Regions from separate parts of the Sus scrofa genome. Here region 2 is linked to region 1. Evidence: chromatin contacts called from public Hi-C data. All regions are on one chromosome and are shown on one strand. The core of a region is the stretch at or near the end of the contact, and the rest is flanking DNA. Distances in the headings are between cores, read along the strand shown.

What was found. A called contact is a pair of places that touch in the nucleus more often than the background predicts.
Region 2: a Hi-C map of embryonic fibroblasts shows a contact between it and region 1, with 16 times the contacts expected there. The contact joins the enhancer-like site here to the promoter of AVEN in region 1. A contact is called at or near these places in 12 of 47 Hi-C or Micro-C datasets (differentiating spermatogonia, embryonic fibroblasts, epiblast stem cells and 8 more).

The regions. Positions count from the first base shown.
Region 1 is chr7:80,445,215-80,449,611 of Sscrofa11.1, forward strand. It overlaps AVEN (cell death regulator Aven), which reads left to right and starts at 2,123. Exons shown (of 7, transcript XM_021099909.1): 1 at 2,123-2,757. The coding sequence starts at 2,509.
Region 2 is chr7:85,838,456-85,842,852 of Sscrofa11.1, forward strand. No RefSeq gene overlaps it. Among named protein-coding and RNA genes, the nearest start is that of RGMA, 81 kb to the right of the region's middle. Within about 2 kb of position 2,121, at least 9 of the 83 cell types and tissues checked have an H3K27ac peak or open chromatin away from gene starts, as enhancers often do. A contact at or near this core is called in embryonic fibroblasts and omental adipose tissue, where this site is marked.

The DNA of each region.
Region 1 (4,397 bases), core at 873-3,372:
TACCTCTGATGGTCTTAATTTCACCAGACAAGGGGAAAAAGGGGGGGGGGGCAATAGGATGTGGAGAAATAAAAGGGAAAGGCTGGAAAAGAGGGAAAAGGAAAATTGATGTACTGTATGAGAATAGTGTCTGTTGACAAAAATGTTAACTATTAAATAACAGGAAAATATGAAATGTTTAAAAAATACTATTATCCTCACACACATCCTCCCCAACCCTGTATTTCCTCTTGGCTAGTGGTATCATTAATAACCTGGTCATTGAAGCAAAACACATGGGAAATCACCCCTGCTTCTCACCCTGACAAGTGGACAATGAAGTCTATCAATTCTCTCCTATCTGTCCTATTATCTTTCTTTTGGGTCTTAATTTAGGCCCTAATTATTTGTGACTTGGATTCTTCCAGTAGTTTCCTAATGGTTGCCTAGAATTCTGATTCTCCTCTACAGAATGGTTTTGAGCAGAGCGGTTAGCTGCACAGAGTCTGAGGCCAGACTGTCCTGGGTTTGTTTACTAGCTGTGTGATTTTTTGAAGTTACTTCTTTTATACCCTCATCATTGAAATAGGGACCACACTAGTACTACCAAATAGGGCTGCTGTGAGGTTTTAAGACAGTGCTGCATGGGAGATACTTAGAACCATGCTGTGTTAAGATTGTTTCTCTCCAGTTTACAATCCTTCACTGGTTCCCTACTCTCACCTATGAACCTAGCAAACTCCTGCTCAACATCAGGCCTTGGGGTCTGTTTCTCATGAAGCCCGAGGCTATTCATTTAGGCAGCTAACTTTTCTTCCTTTGGGCCTTCACCTTGGACCTCTCATTGCCCTCAGCACACTAGTTTAATCACCTGTTTACAGTTTCCTTCCTTGTAGGAAGTGAGCTATTTGAGAGCAAGGACAGAGCCTTTTTACTTTTTTTAAAAAATCTTCAAGGAGTTCCCATTGAGGCGCAGCAGAAACGAATCTGACTAGGAACCATGAGGTTGCGGGTTCGAACCCCGACCTTGTTTACTGGGTTAGGGTTCTGGTGTTGCCATGAGCTGTGGTGTAGGTCACAGACGGGGCTCGGATCTGGCATGGCTGTGGTTGTGGCATAGGCCAGCAGTGGTAGCTCCGATTCGACCCCTAGCCTGGGAACCTCCATATGCCATGGGTGCAGCCCTAAAAAAAAAACTTCAAGATCAAGCACTCAGCCTAACACAGAATGGACAATTAGAAGCAATGAATAATGTTAACTATATATGGATGTAAGACAGGACAGAAAGGACTGGCAAGAAAACACTTGATTTGCAACACTGATTTGATCTCTTAGCCCTTCTTTGTATTGTGTTTATGTGGTTTCTGTAATACATAGTAGTTAACAATGGCTCCCACATATCCATATAACCAACTGTCCTTTTCCCCCTTGGCTAAAACACTAGATCCATATGATGGACTACTTACTGCTTAGCAATAAAAAGGAACAAACTATTAAAACTTAAAACACAGGTGAGTCTTGGAATTCTCTGGTGACCTAGTGGTTAAGGATTCAGCATTCTCACTGCTGTGGCTCCGGTTTGATCCCTGGCTCTGGAACTTCTGCATGTTGAGGGCGTAGCCAAAAAAACCGAACATGGGTGAGGCTCAAACATTTCTACTAAGTAAGTGACAGACACATACATGAATAGACTGCTGTCAGCCTGCCAGAGTTAGAATGGCAGTTCCATCACTACCCAGCTGTGTCACATTAGGCAAGTGGTTTAACCTCTCCAGGGCTATTATCAGCAAAACAAGAACAACAGCAGTACTTGCCTCATAGGCCTGACAGGAGAATTAAATGCTCATGTGCTCAATAAGTGTGCGCTAAAGCAGTCATTTCTACAGTTCTCTTGAGGACAGGCTGCACTGTTCTCTCTACTCCCAGCTGCTTGCATCCCATACTTCTCACCTCAGACTGCCCCCCCCCCGCCTTTCCTCCATACCTTCTACCTAACCCTGACTTCAGTATAACTTTAATGATGACACATATTCATTCTTGAAGATAAGGAGACTAAACAGAAAAAGAGGAAGAATTAACTCACTGGAAGTCTCACCGTACAGTTAACCACTAGCGACATTTTGCTATATACTTTTTAAGACCGCTTCTTATGCAGCTACGCCATAACTATCTATTCTTTTAATAAAAAATCGAGTTCATATTACACAAACTGTTTTATAACCCGTCTTTTACTTACTACGGTCCCTCCCCCAGACCTTCCTTGCCCCCGCCTTTTCAGGTCCCACTGGTCGGATCTTTTCTCTGAACCCCTGGCTCTTCCCAGCCCCGGTTCCGGCTCCACCTGACAGGACCGGGGGCCCGCCCCGCCCCCGCCGCGGCCGGCTTCCAGCCCCGGCCCCGCACCCCGCGCTCGCTGCCACCCGGGGCCCGTCGCTCGCGGCTCCTCCGTGCGGCCCGTTTCCGGTGGGGGCAAGGGCGTCTCCGCGGCTGCCCGACTCCTGCGTGCTCAGCACCGCCGGCGGCGGCCAGATGCAGGCGGACCGAGGAAATCGGGGAGGCCGGGGTCGGCGACCCGGCCGCGGCCGGCCCGGCGGGGATCGCGACCGCGAGCGGGCGGCCACTGCAGCGGCGGTGGCGAGAGGCGGCGGCGGCGGGGATGGAGGCGGCCGGCGGGGTCGCGGCCGGGGCTTCCGGGGCGGCCGCGGAGGCCGAGGAGGAGGCGCTCCGCGAGGCGGCCGCCGGGAACCGAGAGGCCGGGGCGCCGAGGTCAGCGCGCCGGTAAGAGGCGACGGCCGGTGGGACCGGGGCGGGTGGGGCTCCGGGCCACGAGTCTGAAGCGGCGAGCGGCGCGCGGGGCTTGCGTGAGTTGGGCTGCGGCGGCGCCTGCGCGGCTCGGGCGGAGGACTGCGGGGGCGCGCACCGGGGTGTGCACGTGGCGCTGGCGGCTGTGTTCCGATCGCCTCCTCTGCGCTGGGCTGACCTGGAGGGTCAGGTCCGTGGACTTCCCCACCCTTCCCAAGGGGTCCTGGCCCCGTCATTAAAGGACCCAGCGACCGCGGCTCTGTGTTGGCGCCGCAAGTCTAGGGGGCCCCTTGGGTTTGGGTGAGGTGTCAGTATGATTAACCCTTGTGGGGTGCGGGCAGCCAGGACTTGTGCTCCAGGTGCCTTACCTTACGGTTGACATTTCTGTTATTAGAGGGAAGGGATTTTAGGGTCAGTTTTGTTCACTGCCTGTGCAATGCTTGGCAAACAGTAGGCGCATAATAAATTTTTATTGCATGAATGACCCCAGTGGACTGGACTCTTAATATTTGGGGACGGGATCAGATGCATAGTTCTCTTTTTAAATAGCATAGTTCTCTTTTTATTAATATGTGTGGAAATCTGGGGCCAGTGGCCTTTGTCTATCGGAATTCCCAATCTGTAAATGTTTCCGCAGTCAGGTCTCAATTTTAGTAACAATATTCACACATTCATAATTGGAAATGTCTTATAGCTTGGAGCAGGGAACGATTTGGGGCACATTTTTACTGATATTCTAGCTAAAGGAGTTAAATTACTGTCTTTATGAGCTGTTCTGCTGTTATTTTAACACTTGTAGTACAAAACTGTCTTTAAATTTTGAATTCTCATGGCATAGAGTAAAAAATTATTGTAGTTTTTGGTTGAGTTAAAATTTCCCATTACTGAAGTAGTATCTTAAGGGCATAGCAGGTAAGATGTCCCTAAAGATAGTAGTTGCATACAGAATAGAGTTGGAAAAAAAAATCATAGAACTTAAGTGCAGCATATTTAACCTTGTTAGGATAAAAGTAGGTATTGAGTAAAATTTTAGTGAAATATGAAGAAATTAGAATCAGATCACCAGGAAATAAAGGGAGCTGACCAGTCTAGCAAACACCATGTTATCACATTTTGCCTTTATAACATTATTTACATATATGTAAAACATTATTACAACTTACTCTTTTTAGCAACCTGAAGTTGTTTAAACAACTTTATAACAATTTTATTTTATATATACTTTATAATTATAAAATATTCATTTTCATAGGTTAACTGACTTCCTTAAGCTGCCATGGCTGGTGGCAGAGCTGACTTTACACCCAGCTGCCCTTGACTCAACTGTGTTTTATCTCATATTTTTGTGAACCAATCGCTGCTTTACTGAGATCAAAGTGGACACACTTTGGTTGCAGGGATAGTGTTTTAACAGTAATTGTGGTAATGGTACCTTTGATATTTACTAAAGTGTCTGTCACGCGGGCCTTTAATAACAAGTGTCTTTAACTTGTTGAATTGAGTGAATGAAGGTGCTTCTGTCTTCCTCGTCTCTGATGAACCAAATTGAGTAAAATGATGGTATATGATTTAGAGATGAATAATAGTTATTGACTTATGCAAATATTATAACCATT
Region 2 (4,397 bases), core at 871-3,370, 5.4 Mb after region 1:
GATTTGGAACAGATGAATCAAGAAGTGAGTAGAAATTTTAAAGACAATATCAACCCAGAAGGCACTTTTACCCTAAGTGAGCCAAAAGTTCTGGAGAAACGGAAATATGCCACCCTATTTATTAAGCTTTACAGAAAACATGTTGCCTACAGAGATTTCAATAAGGTTGATTAAGGGGCGGAAGCATCAGACCCAGAATCAGAGTCCTAGGGTCAGGTTCCCTTTCCTGACTAATCATTGAGTCTCTGTATTCATATTAGAGCTAAGCATGAAACTGGCCTCCAACGGGGTGAAGGGATTGACTTTTAAACTGTGAAGAGCTCTGCAAAGATGAGCCTGTTTTATCCTCCTTATCATGTGGACATCTTTCTAGAACAACCTAGCTCTCATCCTTCAAGGCAGGGCTGTGGCTCCCTGCTGTCCCGGGGTAATATCCCCATCTCGTCCTGTTTTCAAGCCCTTCTCTGAACACCTAAATTGCACAGGGGTCGGGGCTGAATTGCACTGAATTGTGATCTGTGACGAGTGTTATTAACAGAAGTCACTGGTGCATTGAGGGTGGGATCAGCAAACATTCGGCAGGATAATGTGCAGCTTCCTGGAGAACTTTCCAGGGAAACGGGGAATGGAGTGGCTTTTTTTTTTTTTTTTTAATCTATGAAGCCCTTTTCTAACAGTTCCATTCCATAGGCCTGGACATTTGTATGAGGTAAGGTGGACAGAGTAAGCTGGGCAACACCACAAACTTCAACCGAGACTCATTTAGAGAACATGGTTGTAACACAGCATGAAGGGCAATGCCTGCCCTGTCATCATCTGTGAACTGCCTGGGTGACCTGATTGCTGGGTAACAGAAAGTTTGCACCCACCCACCTACGGTTCCTTCCTTGGCTGGTTACTCTTTTGCAAAATTCAACTCAGGAATTCCCTTTCCTGGGAAGCCTTCTCTGACTACCATCCTCGAGTCCACTCCCTCCAAATGATCCCAGAACAATGTGGACATAAATCTTCAAATTCTGGAGTTCCCATCATGATGCAGCAGAAATGAATCCGACTAGGAACCATGAGGTTGTAGGTTCAATACCTGGCCTCGCTTAGCGGGTTAAGGATCCAGTGTTGCCATGAGCTGTGGTTTAGATGGCAAACGCAGCTCAGATCTGGTGTTGCCGTGGCTGTGGTATAGGTTGGCAGCTATAGCTCCGATGAGACCCCTAGCCTGGGAATCTCCATGTGCCGTGGGTGCAGCCCTCAAAAGGCAAAAGAAAAAAAAAATCTCCAGCTTCCTCTCCCTCTGTACTGGAACCATTGGTTTATCAGTGGTCCTTCTACCTGACCATGAGCTCCTTGAAAGCAAAGGTGGTGCTTTCCTTCCTCCTACCTCCATGTCTCCAGACCCGAGGGAATTAGAATAAAGCTGCAAATTGGTGTCAGAGACCCATTAGAATCTGTTCTCTCAGAGTAATAGCATTGCAGGTGACAACGGTATGGATGGAGAGAGAACTCAAAACAAAGGTGGATATTTTGCCTGGAAAAATTTTTTAATTGAATTCCAGAAATCAGTGGTGTCAAGGATTCATGTCAGAACAGGTCTTCTTCTACCCACACCCGGCCTTAACCACAGGGAGCATCAAAAGAAATGAATCTAAGGTCTCCTAAGGATCGGAGCCTGCACAGGAGTCGATTCAGTGATCCTGGCTTCCCCAGGATCAGGGTGGTCTGGCTACGGCTGGGCCAGGCTGGCTCAAGGACACTTGGCTTCTTCCCTCAACCCACTAATCACCTCTGACTCCTGAGAGAACTGTAGAGTCTTCGGCGATGCCATGAGACCCTCATCCTAACCCCCATCTGTAGCTCCACTTCTGAAAACATGGGTTTGATTGCATTTCTAACACATGGGAAAATATCCTAAGCTTCTCAGAGCCACGTGGTTTTCTCAGAATCCTCCCCACATTCCTCCACATGTCTGCCACTATTAGAAGTTGGGTCTGGTTGGGAGCCAAGAAATTGCTCATGATCCCAAGCCAGAATACTTTTTTGCAACACATCTGAAAGTCCGTACTTTCTTAGCAGTACTTACGTACTTTGAAGCCAAAGGCTTGGCCGATAAGGCCAGTGGGGCTGTGTCTCCCTGCACAGCAGATGTCCATCCACTGGCTGAAGAGAAGAGTCTCTTAAAATCACAGCAGAGATTAACAGCGTGGAAGAAAGTGACTCAATCTGCCTTGAGTCAGAGAATGCAGCTGGATGGCTCCCCTGAAGAATGGCTGGACTGGGTTTAATTCAGCCTTGCAAATAACTTTTCAGCCACTTGTCCAGGGCACTGCTGGATGCTGAATAAAGATTAAAAATTGTGGAGTTTCACTGTGGGCAATGTCTCTGGAGCTCTGGGACATAGGTTTGATCCCCAGCCCAGCACAGTGGGTTAAGGATCCAGCATTGCTATGGCTGTGGCATAGGTCAAAATTGTGGCTCGGACCTGATCTCTGGCCCAGGAGCTCCACATGCAGCAGGGTAGCCAAAAAGAAAAAACAAATAAATAAGTAAAAATTGTTTTTTAAAAAGAATTAAAAATTGTCCCACAGAAAACGGATAAAGAACTTAAAGAAACCAATTAAAAAAGAAAAGCTGCAAATAGTTTAAACACATACAAAATTATGTATTGCTTCATTTATAATTTTTAAAAGGCAAATTAAAATGATAATAAGGAGGAGTCCCCATCATGGCTCAGCGGAAATGAATCTGACCAGCATCCATGAGGATGCAGGTTCAATCCCTAGCCTCGCTCAGTGGGTTAAGGATCTGGAGTTGCTGTGAGCTGTGCTGTAGGCTGCAGATGCAGCTCGGATCTGGCATTGCTGTGGCTGTGGTGTAAGCCAGCAACTGCAGCTCCAATTCACCCCCTAGCCTGGGAACCTCCACAGGCCATGGGTGCAGACCTATATAGATCCTTGTATGCTTGCCACAAAGATAAGTATTGATTATTTCCTTAGAGTCTTAGAAGTGGAATTGCTGAGTCAAACCCTGCAAAATGCATTCCTTCTTTGACCCAGCAATTCCACTTCTAAGACTCTAAGGAAATAATCAATGCTTATCTTTGTGACAAGCATACAAGGATCTATATTGTTGCACAGTTTAATGAGGAAAAGTCTAGGAACAATGCAGTTGAACAACATAAGCACGTGAATGTTACAACACTCACCTATATAGAATATTATGGAACCCCTTGCAGTCCAGAAAAACCATTCTATATGATCAGGTTCAGCAAACATTTTCTATCAAGTGCTAGAGGGGAAGTATTTTAGTATGAGCAGTGTGGGGGGTGGTCTTTCGTGCTGTTTACCAGATATCTCCAGTTCTCTGCTTTTCCAGGCACTGGGCAGAAGTGCATTTCTCAGCTCCCTGGGGACTGCATGTGACCATGAGACTAATTCTAGCCAATGGGTCTCAATGGAAATAATACCTGTCACAGCAAAGACAGGTTGGGGGAAAATATTTGCAAATCACGTATCTGACTTCTATCAGAATATATATATTTTTAACACTCTTAAAACTCGATAATAAGAAAACAAACAATGCTTTTTAAAAAAAAATGGGCAAAAAATTTAAACAGACACTTCACCAAAGAAGGCATAGGGATTGCAAATGCACATATGAAAAGATAGCCAACATCATCAGCCATTAGGGAAATGCTAGTTAAAACTACAATGAGATACCATTTCTCACCTATTAGAAGAGCTTAAATTAAATTTTTAAATTTAAAACTGACAATATCAAGTATTAGGGAGGAAAAGAAGCCACCAGAACTTTCACACACTGTTGACAGGAATGCAAAATGTTTCAGCCACTTTGGAAAATTTGGCAGTTTCTTGTAAAGTTAAGCATATTTAGCATCCAACCCAACAATCCTGCTCCCAGATATTTACTCAAGTGAAGTAAAAACGTAGGTTCACGCAAAAACCTATACCTGAATGTTTATAGCAGCTTATTTGTAATCACCAAAAACCAGAAACAACCCAAATATCATTTCCCTGAAGAATGGACATGCAAACTGTGGTACATCTGCACAATGAACCACTTCTCAGCAAGAAATGGGAATGGGAGTTCCCGTCGTGGCGCAGTGGTTAACGAATCCGACTAGGAACCATGAGGTTGTGGGTTCAGTCCCGGCCCTTGCTCAGTGGGTTAACGATCCGGTGTTGCCGTGAGCTGTAGTGTAGGTAGCAGATGCGGCTCGGATCCCGCGTTGCTGTGGCTCTGGTGTAGGCTAGTGGCTACAGCTCTGATTCGACCCCTAGCCTGGGAACCTCCATATGTCATGGGAGCGGCCCTAGAAAAGGCAAAAAAAAAAAAAAGACAAAAAAAAAGAAATGGGAATGGAACTCTTGATAAATACAACA